Regions from separate parts of the Oryctolagus cuniculus genome. Here region 1 is linked to region 2. The links are chromatin contacts, called in public Micro-C maps. All regions are on one chromosome and are shown on one strand. Each heading gives the region's core, a stretch centred on a gene start, on an enhancer-like site or on the middle of the called end of the contact. The rest is flanking DNA. Distances are from core to core; before and after follow the strand shown. Region 1 overlaps VPS13D (vacuolar protein sorting 13 homolog D). Region 2 holds the start of DHRS3 (dehydrogenase/reductase 3).

Region 1 (7,466 bases), core at 1,100-3,599, 270 kb after region 2:
GGTGTAGTAGAAAGTGAACAGACTGTAGAGTCAGAGGCCCAGACTTAAATACAGCCACTTACAGGTTGTGTTACCTTGGTTAAGTCACCTATATCCTCTTAGTCTGCTTCCTCACTTATTTTCAAGATTTATTTAACTACTTGAAACACAGAGTTACAAGACAGAGAGAGGGAGAAGCAGAGGCAGAGGCAGAGAGAGAGAGAGAGAGAGAGAGAGAGAGATCTTCCAACTGTGGCTCACTCCCCAAATGGCTGCAATGGCTGAAGCTGAGCTGGCCCAAAGCCAGGAGCCAGGAGTTTTTTCCGTGTCTCCCATGCGGGTGCAGGGGCCCAAACACCTGGGCCATCTTCCACTGCCTTCCCAGGCCACAGCAGAGAGCTGGATGGGAAATGGAGCAACCAGGACTAGAACCAGTGCCCATATGGGATGCCAACACTGCAGATGGCAGCTTTACCCACTACACCATAATGCTGGCCCCTGCTTCCTCACTTACAAGATGAAGAATATTAATATCCTAAGAGAGGGGGCTGGCACTGCGGCTTAGTGGGCTAAAGACCACACCTGCAGTGCCAGCATCCCATATGGGCACCAGTTCTAGCCCGGGCTTCTCCTCTTCTGATCCAGTTCTCTGCTATGGCCTGGGAAAGCAGTACAAGATGGCCTGAGTTCTTGGGCACTTGAACCCACATGGGAGACCCAGAAGATGCTCCTGGCTCCTGGCTTCAGACAGGCCAAGCTCCAGCTATTGTGACCATTTGGGGAGTGAACCAGCAGATGGCAGACCTTTCTCTCTGTCTCTCCTTTTCTCTGTCAAATAAATAAAATAAAATCTTAAAAAAAAATCCTAAGAGAGAATGCTCCAAGCACAGAGCAGGTGTTTGATAAATTACTTCTTTATAAACACTAAGTTTATAAACTAATTCTAGAAGGTTTCTCCAACAGAAACTAATGGAAGAGCTTAGATCTTTTTGTCTGAAAAGGACAAAGAAGGTGGCCTTTACCATGAATCTATCCCTCAAGCAGCCTAGATGTAGAACTGAGGTGGAGTTTTGTAGACCTCATTACCCCAAACTTCTTATCTGAGGTAAAAAAAGACTCCAGGCCTGGCCTGAATCCATGGAGTAGCCAAGTGTTTTCCAAGTCTCTCTAGTGAGCAGAGGTGTAGGACAGAAGAAGCACGGGCTAGCAATACTCCTAGAGCATCTTCTGTGTTAAACTTGGTTCTGCAGGCCCAGAGGATGCACTCTGGGGCCAGGTACCACATGTACACGGCTCCACGCCCTAGAAAGAGCTCTGATTCGGGGAAGGCTGATGTGAAAGTACTGCTTGGCTGGTTTCTCGAAGTCCCCCACTTCTCCCAAACCTGGCTCACTGCCTCCAGCAAAAGGGCAGCATGCTGCATGTCTCCTTCTCACAGACGTAGCATTTTTCACAGAAACACTCTATCCTTTTGTAATGCAGAAAAAATGTTGCCCTCAGTAAAATTTTTCCACCCCATTTTGAACACAGATTGTCAGAGCTCTGCACTAACTGGAAAGTCAGAGTGTGTCAGATCCCTTTTCTGGAAAATATGTCAAGCCTTTAAACACTGTGAAGTGATTTATATTTGACATGCAAAATCCCAACAGAAGAGTAATTCTTCTTGAGACACGGAAAGTGTTCAGAAGTTCCAATCAAGAGCATGAACAGTTTACTCCTCTCACTAACAATGGCATTTCTGTTAGCGAGAGCCAAGGTAAGACTTTATTATTTGACTCCAAGAAATTATAAACCTTTGGAACATAAACAGAAATATATTTCAAGGCTCTTTATATATTTTAAACATGTTAAATGAGACAAGTAGCTGGTGGTTTAACAAGCAATATCAGTAAATATCAAGCAAACCCAAAAAGCAGTTATTTCCTCAGATGAGCCAGATGTATGCAAGCCTCCTGTTCAAATAAAGATTTTGAAACAAGAGAACTTCAGAACACAACCACCTTGTCCTCTGACTGTAATCAGCCTAGTGATCAGGAAAGCAGTGGCCTGCAGACTGTTACAAAGGACATGGGCTTTGACGTCAGAGACCAAGGTCTAAATCCAGATTACTGGTCTTTCTAGTTGCGTGACCTTCCAGAGTTGACTTAACCCTCTCCAAGCTTCTACCTCTGCCTCTATTAAGTCAAGATGAAGTCACCCTCCTTGCAGACTTATGAGGATTAAAATGACAAGTAGATAAAGCACCCAACTCACGGTAGAGCCCAAAAGGAGGCAACTAGCATTCCTACTACTGAATCTGTTAAAAGTTCACACGAAAGTCTAAAAGTCTCCCTTCCTAGACTTCCTAAAGGCATACTGGGAGACCAGGACCTCATCAGCCCCTCCCCAACCCCCTAAAAAAAATCCTAAACCCTGAGGAACACTAAACAGCACGCTGAAATGTCAGGTACTCAGAGACATATAAATACACAATAATCCTCCTGATTATTTTATCCTTATTTTTGACTAACCATGAAGTTTTTTCCAGCCTTTTTTACTTAGTGGTTTATATTTATAACATATCTCACGACATTAAGAACTAAAAAGAATGGAACTGACATTAGTTCCAGAGTTGTCCTTTTGGGATTTTCCTTGAAGGATTTCTTTAGCTCAGAACTAATTTTTCAGGTTTCAGGTCCATGCTCATTTGGTCATAAAATCTCACTGGAGCAAAGCTGCATGAGCAGTAATAGTAATAGCTACCATCTTTGCCAAGCAACACGCCAGAAATATGTAAACTATGACAGCCATGCTGGAGGTAGGTATCATTTTATAGAAGAGGAAATTAAGGCTCAAAGGCTAACCGATTTGTCCTGAGACTCAGCTCAGTGGGAAACTCAAGGTGTTGAGGTCATGTTTGTCTGATTCCAAAACACTCACTCTTTCCATGCACAATGCTCTTCTCATAACACACGTAAGGAAAAACAATCTACTTCAAAAAGGTAAAAATTCTTTGTACGTAGAGAAGTGAGTCAATGAGACTTGAGTAGAAAAACAGATGTAATTCAAATCAAAACCACTTTCCCATTATTTGCGTAGACCAAAAATCTTTCTCTGACGTCAAAGCCCATGTCCTTTGTAACAGTCTGCAGCACTGCTTTCCTGATCACTAGGCTGACTACAGTCAGAGGACAAGGTGGTTGTGTTCTGAAGTTCTCTTGTTTCAAAATCTTTATTTGAACAGGAGGCTTGCATACATCTGGTTCATCTGAGGAAATAACTGCTTTTTGGGTTTGCTTGATATTTACTGATATTGCTTGTTAAACCACCAGCTACTTGTCTCATTTAACATGTTTAAAATATATAAAGAACCTTGAAAGACATAACGTCTTCCTTTTCCAAATCACTTTACAAATTAGAATAGGCTACAGCTTATATAGTGAGGTAGACTTTAAGAATCTGGTTCAATTCTAACCTTTAGTTTTAAAGGCAACAGAGACACCTTTTGGTCAATAAATGAAACTGCAAAGTTATAGGAATTAGATGTTAATAAGAGTAGACTGCACTAATGAGCCAGTATCTATTTAACTTTTTAGTGACTTTGTGGTCCTTTGATGTTCTAAAGCCAACATACACTTTGGCCCACTGGCCACAAAAGGAAATGTCTCCATAAAGAAAGGCAAAGTCAGGTTCTGGCCCTACTACCTGAAGTGCAGCTCAATCTGAATGGATCCTTGCGCAGTGCTGCTGTTCTTGGAAGGCTGAAAGATGCAGTTGAAAACATTTGTTGTGCCAGGGCTGGTCTTTTGCCCAGCATAGCGGGTATCAAAAGCCATCATGGAATGGGAAACCAAGTTGATAGACTTAGTTTGGTTGGAAAAACTCTCATAGAGCAGTTTGCATTTCTTGAAGTCAAATCTAAGAAGGAGAGAATAAATCAAGATGTTAAACATAACTCTTCCACTTCATAAAATCATGAAAGCTCAAGTTTACAGGAGAAACATAGATCACAAATATAATTAACTTGTATGAAGGAGATTAAATTTCTTTCTTTCTTTCTTTCTTTTTTTTTTTTTTTTTTGACAGATAGAGTTAGACAGTGAGAGAGGAGACAGAGAGAAAGGTCTTCCTTCCGTTGGTTCACCCCCGAGATGGCTGCCACAGCCGGTGCGCTGTACCAACCTGAAGCCAGGAGCCAGGTGCTTCCTCCTGGTCTCCCATGCGGGTGCAGGGCCCAAGCACTTGGGCCATCCTCCACTGCCTTCCTGGGCCACAGCAGAGAGCTGGACTGGAAAAGGAGCAGCCGGGACTAAAACCCAGTACCCATATGGGACGCCAGCACCGCAGGCAGAGGATTAACCCAGTGAGCCACGGTGCCGGCCCCAGGAGATTAACTTTCATTCTGAGATCTTGTGTTGAATTTGTTTACAGATCCCCTCAAAATGGATTCAGGGGCATGGTACCTTAGATCTTACTTTTCCAATTCAATAGAGATTGATCTTCATAGGAACTTGAGGCAGCCATATGACACATTTATTAGGTTCTTAATTCACCATCATCTAGTCTCCCTTCCCAAGTCTGAGAAGTCTGCACATTTGTGATATCCCCAGGGATCCTTTCAGAACTGCACCTGCCTGGAGATTCTCTCTAGAGTCTACCTGAGTTTCTATATAAGACCACGAAGCCCCCAAGAAACAATGAGAACACATAATATTCTCCACAGAGAAACAATTCAACTGATCCACCAACAAGAAATGAATTTAAAACTGCATACATTTAAGATTAGAGACAGCTGGGGCCAGCGCTGGGGCACAGAGGCTGAAGCTGCCACCTGTGATGCCATCTTCTCATATAGGTGCAGGTTCCAGTCTCGGCTGCTCCACTTCTAATCCATCTCCCTGTTAATGGCCTGGGAAAAGCAGCAAAGGATGGTCCAAGCACTTAGGCTCCTGCACCCATGTGGGAGACCTGGACGAAGCTCCTGGCTCCTGGCTTCAGATTGGCCCAGTTCTGGCCACTGTAGCCATTTCGGGAGTAAGCCAGCAGATTGAAGATATCCCTCTCTCTCTTTCCTCTCTCTCTCTCTTTCTCCCCCTAATGCTGCCTTTCAAATAAAATAAAATAAATCTTTAAAAAAAAAGAGACAGCTGCAATAAGCAAATCATAATTACTGTTTCATTGTAAGAATGTACATCCAGAATTATTCCATATTAAGAAAGACTAAAGGGGCCGGCGCTGTGGCGCAGTAGGTTAATCCTCCGCCTATAGCACCAGCATCCCATATGGGGGCCGGTTCTAGTCCCGGATGCTCATCTTCCAATCCAGCTCTCTACTGTGGCCTGGGAAAGCAGTAGAAGATGACCCAAGTACTTGGTCCCCACGTGGGAGACCCGGAAGAGGCACCTGGCTCCTGGCTTCAGATTGGCTCAAATCCGGCCGTTGCGGCCATTTGGGGATTGAACCAACGGACGGAAGATCTTTCTGTTTCTCCCTCTGACTGTAACTCTACCTCTCAAACAAATAAATAAAATCTTAAAAAAGAAAAGAAAGAAAGACTAAAGGCACGGCCAACCATTAAAAATCAAATTGCGCCGGCGCCGCGGCTCAATAGGCTAATCCTCCACCTTGCGGCGCCGGCACACCGGGTTCTAGTCCCGGTCGGGGCGCCGGATTCTGTCCCGGTTGCCCCTCTTCCAGGCCAGCTCTCTGATGTGGCCCGGGAGTGCAGTGGAGGATGGCCCAAGTGCTTGGGCCCTGCACCCCATGGGAGACCAGGAGAAGCACCTGGCTCCTGGCTTCGGATCAGCGCGGTGCGCCGGCCGCAGCACACCAGCCGTGGTGGCCATTGGAGGGTGAACCAACAGCAAAAGGAAGACCTTTCTCTCTGTCTCTCTCTCACTATCCACTCTGCCTGTCAAAAAAAAAAAAAAATGTAAAAAAAAAAATCAAATTTCTAGCTTGAGGCAAGTGTTCGGGTGGTGGTTAAGATGCCTCTGGGGTTCCTGCACCTGCTGGAGTGTCTGGGTTGAAGTCCCACCTCCTCTTCTGATTCTAGCTCCTGCTAATGCACTCCCTGGGAGGTCATGTTTTCATTTTCACAAGCTTGACCCTCTCATGGCAGATGTTCATGGAAAAAACAAACTAGAAGACAGAATGTTCTGGCAGGGAGATTACTAGCCTTGAAATGTTTTCAAATACTGAATCATTTTTCCAACCATCAGATCTTACGCTACTCAGAGACTCCACCTAGAAAATAAGAGTACTGGGCCGGCCTCGTGGCACGGCAGTAAAGTCGCCATCTGTGAATCCAGGATGCCGCCTCGTGGCACAGCAGGTAAAGTCGCCATCTGTGATGCCGGGATGCCGGCCTCGAGGCACAGCAGGTAAAGTCGCCATCTGTGATGCCGGGAAGCCGGCCTCGAGGCACAGCAGGTGAAGTCGCCATCTGTGATGCCGGGATGCCGGCCTCGTGGCACAGCAGGTAAAGTCGCCATCTGTGATGCCGGGAAGCTGGCCTCGTGGCACAGCAGGTAAAGTCGCCATCTGTGATGCCGGGATGCCGGCCTCGAGGCACAGCAGGTAAAGTCGCCATCTGTGATGCCGGGATGCCGGCCTTGTGGCACAGCAGGTGAAGTCGCCATCTGTGATGCCAGGATGCCGCCTCGTGGCACAGCAGGTGAAGTCGCCATCTGTGATGCCGGGAAGCCGGCCTTGTGGCACAGCAGGTAAAGTTGCCATCTGTGATGCCGGGATCCCATATGAGTGCCAGTTCAAGTCCCAGCTGCTCCACTTCAGATCCAGCTCCCACTAATGCACCCGGGAAAGCAGTGGAAGGTGGCCGAAGTCCTTGGACCCTGTCAGCCACATGGGAGACCAGAAGAAGCTCTGAAGAAGCACCATGAGTGACGACAGCAACGATCAGCAGCATGACGGAGAAAGACATCAGCACTGTGTGACGTCTCTGGTGTCTGGGGGCTGTCTGTGACTGCAGCATAAGCTGACTGACCTACCTTGGTAACAGAGCAACCAATTTAATTTTTAATTAATTAATTAATTTGCTTATTTGGTTTTTGGAGAGAGACACACACACAGAAAAGGAGCTCTCATTTGCTGGTTCACTCCCCGAATGCCTACAATGGCCTCTGGAGCTAAGAACGCAATTCAGTAGGTGACAGGAACGCAGGTACTTGAGCCATCACCTGCTGTCTCCCAGAGTTCACATTAGCAGGAAGCAAGAGTTAGGAGTAGAGTCAGGTATCAAATCCAGGCAGTCCAACACAGGATATGCTATCTTAACTGGTAGGCTGCCCTGAATTTAAACTTTCATAAAGTGTTGTGTAGAACCACCAAAAAGCACCCTGAAAGCCACATTCTGCTGTGAACCACACTGTTTTGCCCTATGCAAATGAAAATATGTGTATTTCTTGCAGTCATTATTAGCAATAAAACATGATGAAAGCCATACCTGGCCAGGGATCCAGCACTTTCCTTCCCTTTTGGATCTTTAA
Region 2 (7,808 bases), core at 841-3,340:
AGCGGTGGGGGGTTTGCGGGGAGGCCCTCTGCCCAGGCCTGGGATGTGAAATTTCAAACTTTGCCCTGAAGTTAAATTCTGCACCTCCTACCCCCATGGAAACGGAGGGAGCAGAACCAAGGCACAGGACAAGGGACTGGGGCACCGGGAGGCCAGGCGACAGGCCCTGCAGGGGGCACGGCTGAGCTGTGCACGTGGCCTGCTGCCTCCTCACCCCCAACTTCCCAGGGACTTGGGAGGAAAGTGAGAGGGAGGGGACAGCTCCTCTCCCGGCTGCTGGGAGAAGCCTGGGACCCATCCCAGGATCAGCCCCACAAACCCACATCCTGAAGGTGGGCCACGTAGATAAGGCCACCCTCTGCCCTAGGCCGGCCCCTACAACGGCCAGCTCCCCTGGGATTGTCCAACTCGCACCCCCCTTTACCTCTCACTGCGGCCCAACCCGAGGGGAGCATCGCCTGCCGCCCTGCAGCTCAGCCGAGCTGGCTCCTCCCGGACCAAATGCACACACATGGCAGGAATGAAGTTGCAACATGTAGGAACGGTCTCCATCCCACCCACGGCAGCCGGCAACCCAAACACACCCTGGGGACATCGAGCAGGACTTAGCGACCATCGGGCTGGTCTGGCCTCCGAGCAGGCTTCTCTGAGCTGCTTGAAGCCTCTGTGCTGTTTTTTCCAGCACAAACCAGCGTGGGGAGGAAGCTATGATCTTTCTAAGCCCTTTCACGCGGCGGGTGTCGACCTGGCCAGGCACCCCTACACAGGAGGCCGGAGTCTGGGACGGCTCCGAGGCGCAGTGTCCCACAGCAGCCACTAGGGGGCCTCTAGGATAACAGATGAGCCCTCACTGAGCGTGCCCAGCGCTTGCGTCTCGGGACTTGTCCAGTCCCCGTCCTCATAGGCAGGGCGGACCCCAGCCACTGCAGGGTGGGAAAGGCCTGTCTCTCCGGCCTGGGATTTCTTTCTCATTTTTCCAGACCTCCAGGATGGGAAGAGGTAGTCACCACGATGGAGTTCTGCCATCGGCCATGCCCTGGGAGCAGACGAAAGCCACGGCCCGCTCCCCAGGGACACTTTTAGAGGGTGGGCCACTCTCTCTCTCTCTCCCCCGCCCTGTTGGCCAGAGCAGGGTGAGGTGGGACCATCACGTCTGGATTTCCATCCCTCCCCCCTGCACTTCCTGGCCGGTAACCTGGAAAATGGGACAAGCACACCCTCCTGGCTAGGGCAGCCAAGGATTCAATGTCAGACGCAGGCCCTGGACGGGGGACGGCTCTTCCGCTGGAACCCCCTCGTCTCCCGGCTCTGCGGGAGGCTCCCGATTCACCTGGATGGAAGATGAATTCATCACCTTGTAGAATCCCCCCTTCCAAGAACCACAGGGTGAGGAGGTCAACCGGCCTCGGGGTTGGGGGGCACAGCAGCACCTCTGCAAGTGACTTTCAAACCGGGGGGGGGGCACTAAAAACAGGCCCCGGGAGCCCAGCCCTCCTCGTGCAGAACCTGTGCAGGTGGGGCCCAGGACTCGCAGGCAAGATCCATCAGCACCTTTAGCTGGGGCTGCCTCCTCTGACTCACCTCCCAGACTCCTGCGCACCAGCTCAGCTCCACTCTCCAGCAGGGAGCCCAGCTGGGGGCGGGGGCCAGGGCAGGAGGTTACAGGGAGGGTGCCCCCACCAAGGTGTCCTGAGAAGCACCCCCCGCCCCAGGAGCTGCCGCCTGCAGACCCGGGCGGGCACAGGTGCAGGACGTCTTGTTTACCGGCTTTTGTTATTAGGGAAAATGCTGTCAGTCAAGGCAACCCCAGCTCAGGAGCGAATCTTACAGGGATTTGACTGGCAGGTTAGGGCCCAAGTGCCTTACCCTGCCCACTCCCAGAGCAAAACTCAGCGGCCCGGCGGGGCCCCGCCACCGTCCCCGGCCCCCGACTACGGGAGGGGCGCTCGGATCGGACCGAGAAGGCACCCCTTCGTGGGAGACAGAAGCCTTCCGGGCTTCGGCGGGGCGGGGCGGGGCCGAGGCGGGGGCGTGGCTTCCTGCTCCCACCTTCAGGCAGGGGATGACCAAACGCCTCCCAATAAACCCTGGGCGACCCGGCTGCGTCGAGGCCTGCCCCGCACGCAGGGGTGGTCACCTGGCCCGGGCAGGCAGGAATGTCTCGGGCAGGGAGCCGGCTCGCCGGAGTCGGTTCCAGCGTGTTCGAGTGCCAGCTGCAAGCCCTCGGGGCCACGAGCGGCAAGTCCCGGCTTGCAGAGAGGGGAGCCGGTCCCGGGCGAGCGCGAGTCGCGGCGAGCCCGTGTGCGCGCCCAGGCGCGCGCCCCGCGACGGCGCAGGGGGAGGGGAGGCCGCGGCAGCCACTCAGAGGAACGGTAGTGAGGCCTGCGAACAACTTTAACTGTCAATCAGACTTAATGGGGTATTAAAAAAATGGGGGGGGGGGGGTGAAGGGGCCGCCCTCTCGCTCCGCGCCGCGGCTGCCTGGGGAGCGAATGGCTAAGGAGGCGTAGAGCAGGGCGCCCGATCCCCGCGCGCTCCGCACCCCGGCCCTCTCCAAGTTGGAAAGGACAAAAAGAAGGCAGTCAATGCTCCCGGGGAGAGCGAGGCAGCCGGATCGGGCGGCAACTCCCAGCCTGCGCTGGGGGAGAGCGAGGGAGGCAGCCGCGGGGAGCGAGCGCGCGCGAGGGCGAGCCCTGAGCCAGGAGAAACTGACACCGGGACCCCTGGCTCCTGCTGCGCGCGGTTGGCACTCGGGCTGCGTTTGAGCGGTTTCCTGAGCCGCAGAATAGCCCCGGGCCGGGAGACGCGCGCGGGCTGGAGCCCGGCGCCGCTCGCACGCCCCCTCCCACCCCTGCACTTTTGTTTTTCCTGGGGAAGGGGCAGACGCGCCGCAAGTGGGGAAACAGCTTTTTTTTTTTTTTTTTTTTTTTTTAATCTTGCACTTTGAAACCGCCGGGCTGGAGCCGGGTGCGCGCGTGTGGTTGGTGCCTTTTTTTTTTTCCCCTGCCCCTGCCTAAAGTCTGGCAGCTGTGAACACCACCTGAGAGCGCCCCGCCGAGGCGGCTGCCGGGCCAGAAACTTCTGGTTCGAACTTTGTACCCCCCGCCCCCGCCGGCTCCCCTCCGCCCCGCTCGCCGCCCCAGCCTCGAGACGCTGCTTCTGCTCCCGAGGACTTGTTCTGCTTTTTCGCTGTTTTTTTTTTTTTTTTAATTTTATTTTTATTTTCTCGCGCGCGCGCCCGGTGCTTCGCATTTGGCTGGGAAGAGGTGATCGCCAGAGCGCCCAGGTGGGACGCCTCGCTCGTCTTTACTCGGTTTATTGATTGCTGTTGGCGCACTTTTTTTTTTTTTTTTTTTTTTAATTCCTGTTCTGCTTGGGCCGGGGAGTTTCGCTCCCCGCCCGGCGCCGTGGCGCGCAGGATGGTGTGGAGATGGCTGGGCGCGCTGGTCGTGTTCCCTCTGCAGATGGTCTACCTGGTGGCGAAGGCGGCCGTGGGGCTGCTGCTGCCCGCCAGGCTGCGGGACTTGTCTCGGGAGAGCGTGCTCATCACCGGCGGTGGCAGAGGCATCGGGCGCCAGCTCGCTCGCGAGTTCGCGGAGCGCGGCGCCAAGAAGGTAGGCGGCCCCCCGGGAGGGGGGGTGGGGGCTGAGCGAGAGGGGACCCTCGGGGCTCGGGCTCGGGGGGCGGCCACCTGCTGCCGCGGCGGGATCCGCGCCTGGAAGCCGAGAGGCGCCGGCCCCCGCGCTCCCCTGCGCCCCCCGCGAGCTCCGAGCTGGCGCGGCTCACCTTGGACACTCCCCGGGCGCCGGGCTGTCTTTTTTTTTTTTTTTTTCTGGCAAGTCCGGAGCTGAGCCGCTCGTTGGGGGCTGTCCACCCCCATCCTCAAGCTTAGGGGACGCACCCCTCGCTCTCCTTGGGGAAGGTGTTGCAGCCCCCACCCAGCCACCCTGGTGAGGGTAGGGCGTGTGCGCGCCTTGGTGGAGCTGGGAGCCGCCTGCTAGCTGGGGCTGGGTATTTTCCTTGGCAACCCGATCGCCAGCTCCAACCTGGGCGGCTGCAGCACCGAAGACCCACGAGGGTGGGCACTCCTGCGCCTGCCTGGGAGAGGGAAGAGTCCTGTTGGCAGGTCTAGCCTGGCCGGCGGGCCCTTAGAAGGCCCAGGTGTCCAGGATCGGGAGCAGCGGGCTCTGCTTCTCACCTCCAAGCCTGTCCCCTCCCCTGGGCAGCCCCAGCAGGGGGTCCCTCCCCCTCCTGTGGGGAGGTGGCCCTGCCTCTCCATTTCCCTGGTCCCCGCACCTCCGGCTCCAGCTTTGGGAGACCTGGTGCGGGACAGTGGGATGGGCCAGCCTGCTGTCACCCAGCTCGGGCCGGCTGACTCACCCTGTGACAAGAGCGATGGAGAGAGGGATTTGACGCCGGCAGGCCGGGCCGTCTCCAGCCGGCCCCGTGAAGAGGAAGAGGGAAAACAGAGAATTAGTCTGAAACCCAAACTGTTGCAAAGGAGGAGGGCGCAGCGGCCGGTGAAGCCAGCTGATCTGACACGGAGCCACATACCTTGGGGATTAAGTAAATGTGTACTGTAGAAAACCAAACCTGCATGTAATTCCAGGTTGCTTTTGTTCTGTTAAATACTGCCCCGAGATTTACAAGCCCTCCGGGGTGGCTCGGGCTGGGGCTGGACTTTGGAGCCGGAGCTATCAGCCCGAGCCGATTGCCGATTAACTCTTTCCTAGCCGGGCCGGCCAGCCGGCCGGGACTCCCTCTTCTCCTTGGGTGGTTTGGACAGCTGCTTGGCCTTGCCGTTGGAAGGGGAGCTCGGAAGTGTTTTTAACCCTTGGTCGCCCCGGGCGAGGGGAAGTGAGTGCCGAATCGGCCCGCGGAGGGCAGCCGGAGGGCAGAGGGGGCCGTCCTGGGGAGGGGATTGTTTGGGACGCCGGCGTGTGATTGTCCTTCCTTAGCGGTCTGCCTCCCCCAGAGACTTTTGCCGACTCTTCCAGCTGGCTCAAGTCCTGGGTCTTTTACTGCTCTTGTAACTGACTGCAGTAGGCTTAGGAGGAACTCTTAGTCAATCTGGAAAAACTTGACCGACTATAAACAGTCCTAAATTGAAAGAAGTTGATGGCTCTGGGGGGTGGGGTGGGTATCCTGTGCAGAGTTCCTGCCCCGGGAACTAGGGCCCCACCTAGCCCAGGGGGCACCCTCATTCCGGAAATGAGCCTGCCCCAGCAAGTAGTGGCAGGGTCCCCCAAAGCAGGACCCCCGGGGCCCTGGGGAGCCTCCGGTGCGGTCCCGCCGGCTTCAGTCATCCGGCGAGGCAGGATGACCCCAGCGCGCCCTATAACTCGTAATTATCTGACCAATTACCGCAGCTACTCTTTCATGATGTCCGCCTGCTGTCACGGAGGGGAATTTGGAGTAGCTGCTGCTTGCCTGAGTCGCTCTGGGGCCAGCAAGAGGACTTTGGGACTTGGAGACGACTCCCAGGCTTGGACAGAGGGGCAAGAGTTGTGGAGGGAGGGGATGAGAGGCCGAGGGTGGCCCAGGGGCATGGGAGGGCCCGCCGAGAGCTTCCAGGCTTGGGCTCTGGGGGGAAAGGTGCACTGGTGTCTGCACACGGCCAGCTCATGCCAACACGGTAGTGACAGTTTCCCTGGTGACCTTGAGTTAGATAAGGTTTGGCAACGTTTGTGGGTGGCAATGCGCCCTAGGCCACAGAGCTAACCCAAATAAGGGCTTTTCTTAAAGGGACACAGAGGTTCCTGGAGCGTGAAAGTGCATGATCTAGAAACCTCTGTCCTTCCGCAGGTGCATTTAGGTAAACTGAGGCTGGGCCCATCGCGGGGTCTCCGAGGTGCTGGGCCCTTGGTTATTTTCAGTGCCCTCCTGGGTTCCTCCCATGAGAGCATTCACAGAGCGCAAGCTGCCCCCGGCGGTGCCCTGCCATCCTCCACAGTCTGTGTTGGGTATGGCTTGGAGCCATTGTTTGGAAGCATTCGCGGTGATTCTTTTGCCTTGGGTCCAGGATCAGGCCAGTGGCCAGACAAGAGCCCGCATCCTGAGTACGGGCTGGGGTGGTAGATCCAGCCCCACTTCAGGGAGGGCCTCCCTGCCTCTCCCCGCCCGGAGGGCTGCATGCGCTCCTCGGCTGCTGGCTGCTGGCTGCTGAGGTCCTCTGATGCCTGCCCCCATCTTCACGGGGCCGCCTCTGGGGGTCCCTGTGTGCTCTCTTTATTAGGACACTGGTCACTGGGCTCGGGGCTCATACCACATCCCGGAGGAATCTCATCTCATGATCCTTAAAGAGCCTGTTTCCAAAAAAGGCCACCTCCTGAAGAAAGAGGAGGGCTTGACAGGCAGTGGGGCAGGGCCAGGTGGGGGCACAGTGGAGCAGTTACTTTGTGACAAGGGATCCAACCGGGAAGGCTTCATGAAGGAAGTGGCGTTTGACTGAGCCTTTTGAAGGTCAAGGGTTTCGACCAGCAGGAAGGTGAGCAGGACAAGCCGGGTGCGAGGAGCCACATGATCAGAGGCTGCCCCAGGTGGGGTCAGAGGAGAGCCACAGGAAGAGAAGGGAGAAGTTTTGGTGTGGGTTCAGACCCGGATACACTGGCTCGGTCATGGTGGGAATAGGAACGGGAAGGGGTCTGTCCAGCAGGCCATCTTGGGGGACCTGGAGTTGCCAGGCCACAGCAGGCTCATTTGATAATTGACATGAGAGCGTGGCCCTGCCCATGTCCCCGTCACACTGAGTGCAGCCTGGACCCAGGACAGAGGCCGCCTGGGTGCCCAGCCGTCTAGGAGCTTGGAGCATCCTCCTGGGTTTCGAACAATGGGCTTTACAATTCAGGCTGTCTTTGAATAGACAAACACCTTCCTCTGGCTTCTCTTTGCCTTGGGGAACAAAGGTGTCCACATCTGGGGCCACGCCCCCTGCACCCTTGTTCACCTTGGGCCTGAGGCGGGTTCGTGACCCCGGAAAAAGTCCCTACTTCTGGGGTCGCAGTGAGAAGCACACCTGTGCAGGGGGGATGGGGGGGATACAAGGGCTGCTAAGATCCCTGTCTGCTTCGAAATTCTCATCCTGTGGATCAGTTACCCAGGCCAGGCCCAGGTAGCCAGGATTGGGGGGTGGGGGCAGCGAGGAGGACGAGGGCCTCCAGGGGAAAGAGATATTGGCCAATGTCGGCCCATCGGGAGGGTCCTGTTCCCCCCTGATTCCTGTAGACCCCAAGTTCTTCTGAGCTGCATCTTTTCAGACCTGGGTGCATTTATTTCTGGCCTCACTATTAAGTCCTTATGAGCAGTTTGTCTCTCTTTCTCTCTTTTGGATTTATTTATTTGAAAGGCGGACTTAGATTTTGCATCCCCTGGTTCACTTCCCAAGTGGCCGCAATGGCCAGAACTGGGCCATGCCAAAGCCAGGAGCCTCATCCAGGTCTCCCACGTGGGTGGCAGGGGCCCAGGTATTTGGGCCATCATCCGCTGCTTTCCCAGGTGCCTTAGCAGGGAGCTGGATCAGAAGTGAAGCAGCCAGGACTCCAGCCACTGCTCTGATACGGGGTGGCAGTGTGCTAGCGGCAGCTTACCAGTGCCGGCTCCATGCAGTAGTTCCATCTTGAGGGCATCCACGCAGAGCAGGTGACCTTGGCCATATTGGAGCATAGCTGTGATTGGACGTGCTTGTCTGTCACTGCCACTCATCCCTGAAGACTTTGTCCCCAGATGCCGCAGCCACCAAAATCCTGTATCATTTTGAGTGTCAGTGCAGCGTGGGGTGAGACCCCTGTCATTGCTGCCTTCAGGAAACC

What was found. A called contact is a pair of places that touch in the nucleus more often than the background predicts.
Region 1: a contact with region 2 is called in a Micro-C map of ear pinna, with 11 times the contacts expected there. The contact joins the enhancer-like site here to the promoter of DHRS3 in region 2. A contact is called at or near these places in 3 of 6 Hi-C or Micro-C datasets (ear pinna, psoas muscle and an unstated tissue).

The regions. Positions count from the first base shown.
Region 1 is chr7:156,214,027-156,221,492 of mOryCun1.1, forward strand. VPS13D (vacuolar protein sorting 13 homolog D) reads right to left here. Exons shown (of 69, transcript XM_008275375.4): 29 at 7,424-7,466; 30 at 3,664-3,876. Among named protein-coding and RNA genes, the nearest start is that of VPS13D, 82 kb to the right of the region's middle. Within about 2 kb of position 2,350, at least 1 of the 8 cell types and tissues checked has an H3K27ac peak or open chromatin away from gene starts, as enhancers often do.
Region 2 is chr7:155,948,905-155,956,712 of mOryCun1.1, forward strand. DHRS3 (dehydrogenase/reductase 3) reads left to right here and starts at 2,091. Exons shown (of 6, transcript XM_070079261.1): 1 at 2,091-3,614. The coding sequence starts at 3,420. It overlaps LOC138850734 (a long non-coding RNA gene), which reads right to left and starts at 4,501. Exons shown (of 2, transcript XR_011390889.1): 1 at 4,381-4,501; 2 at 3,193-4,098.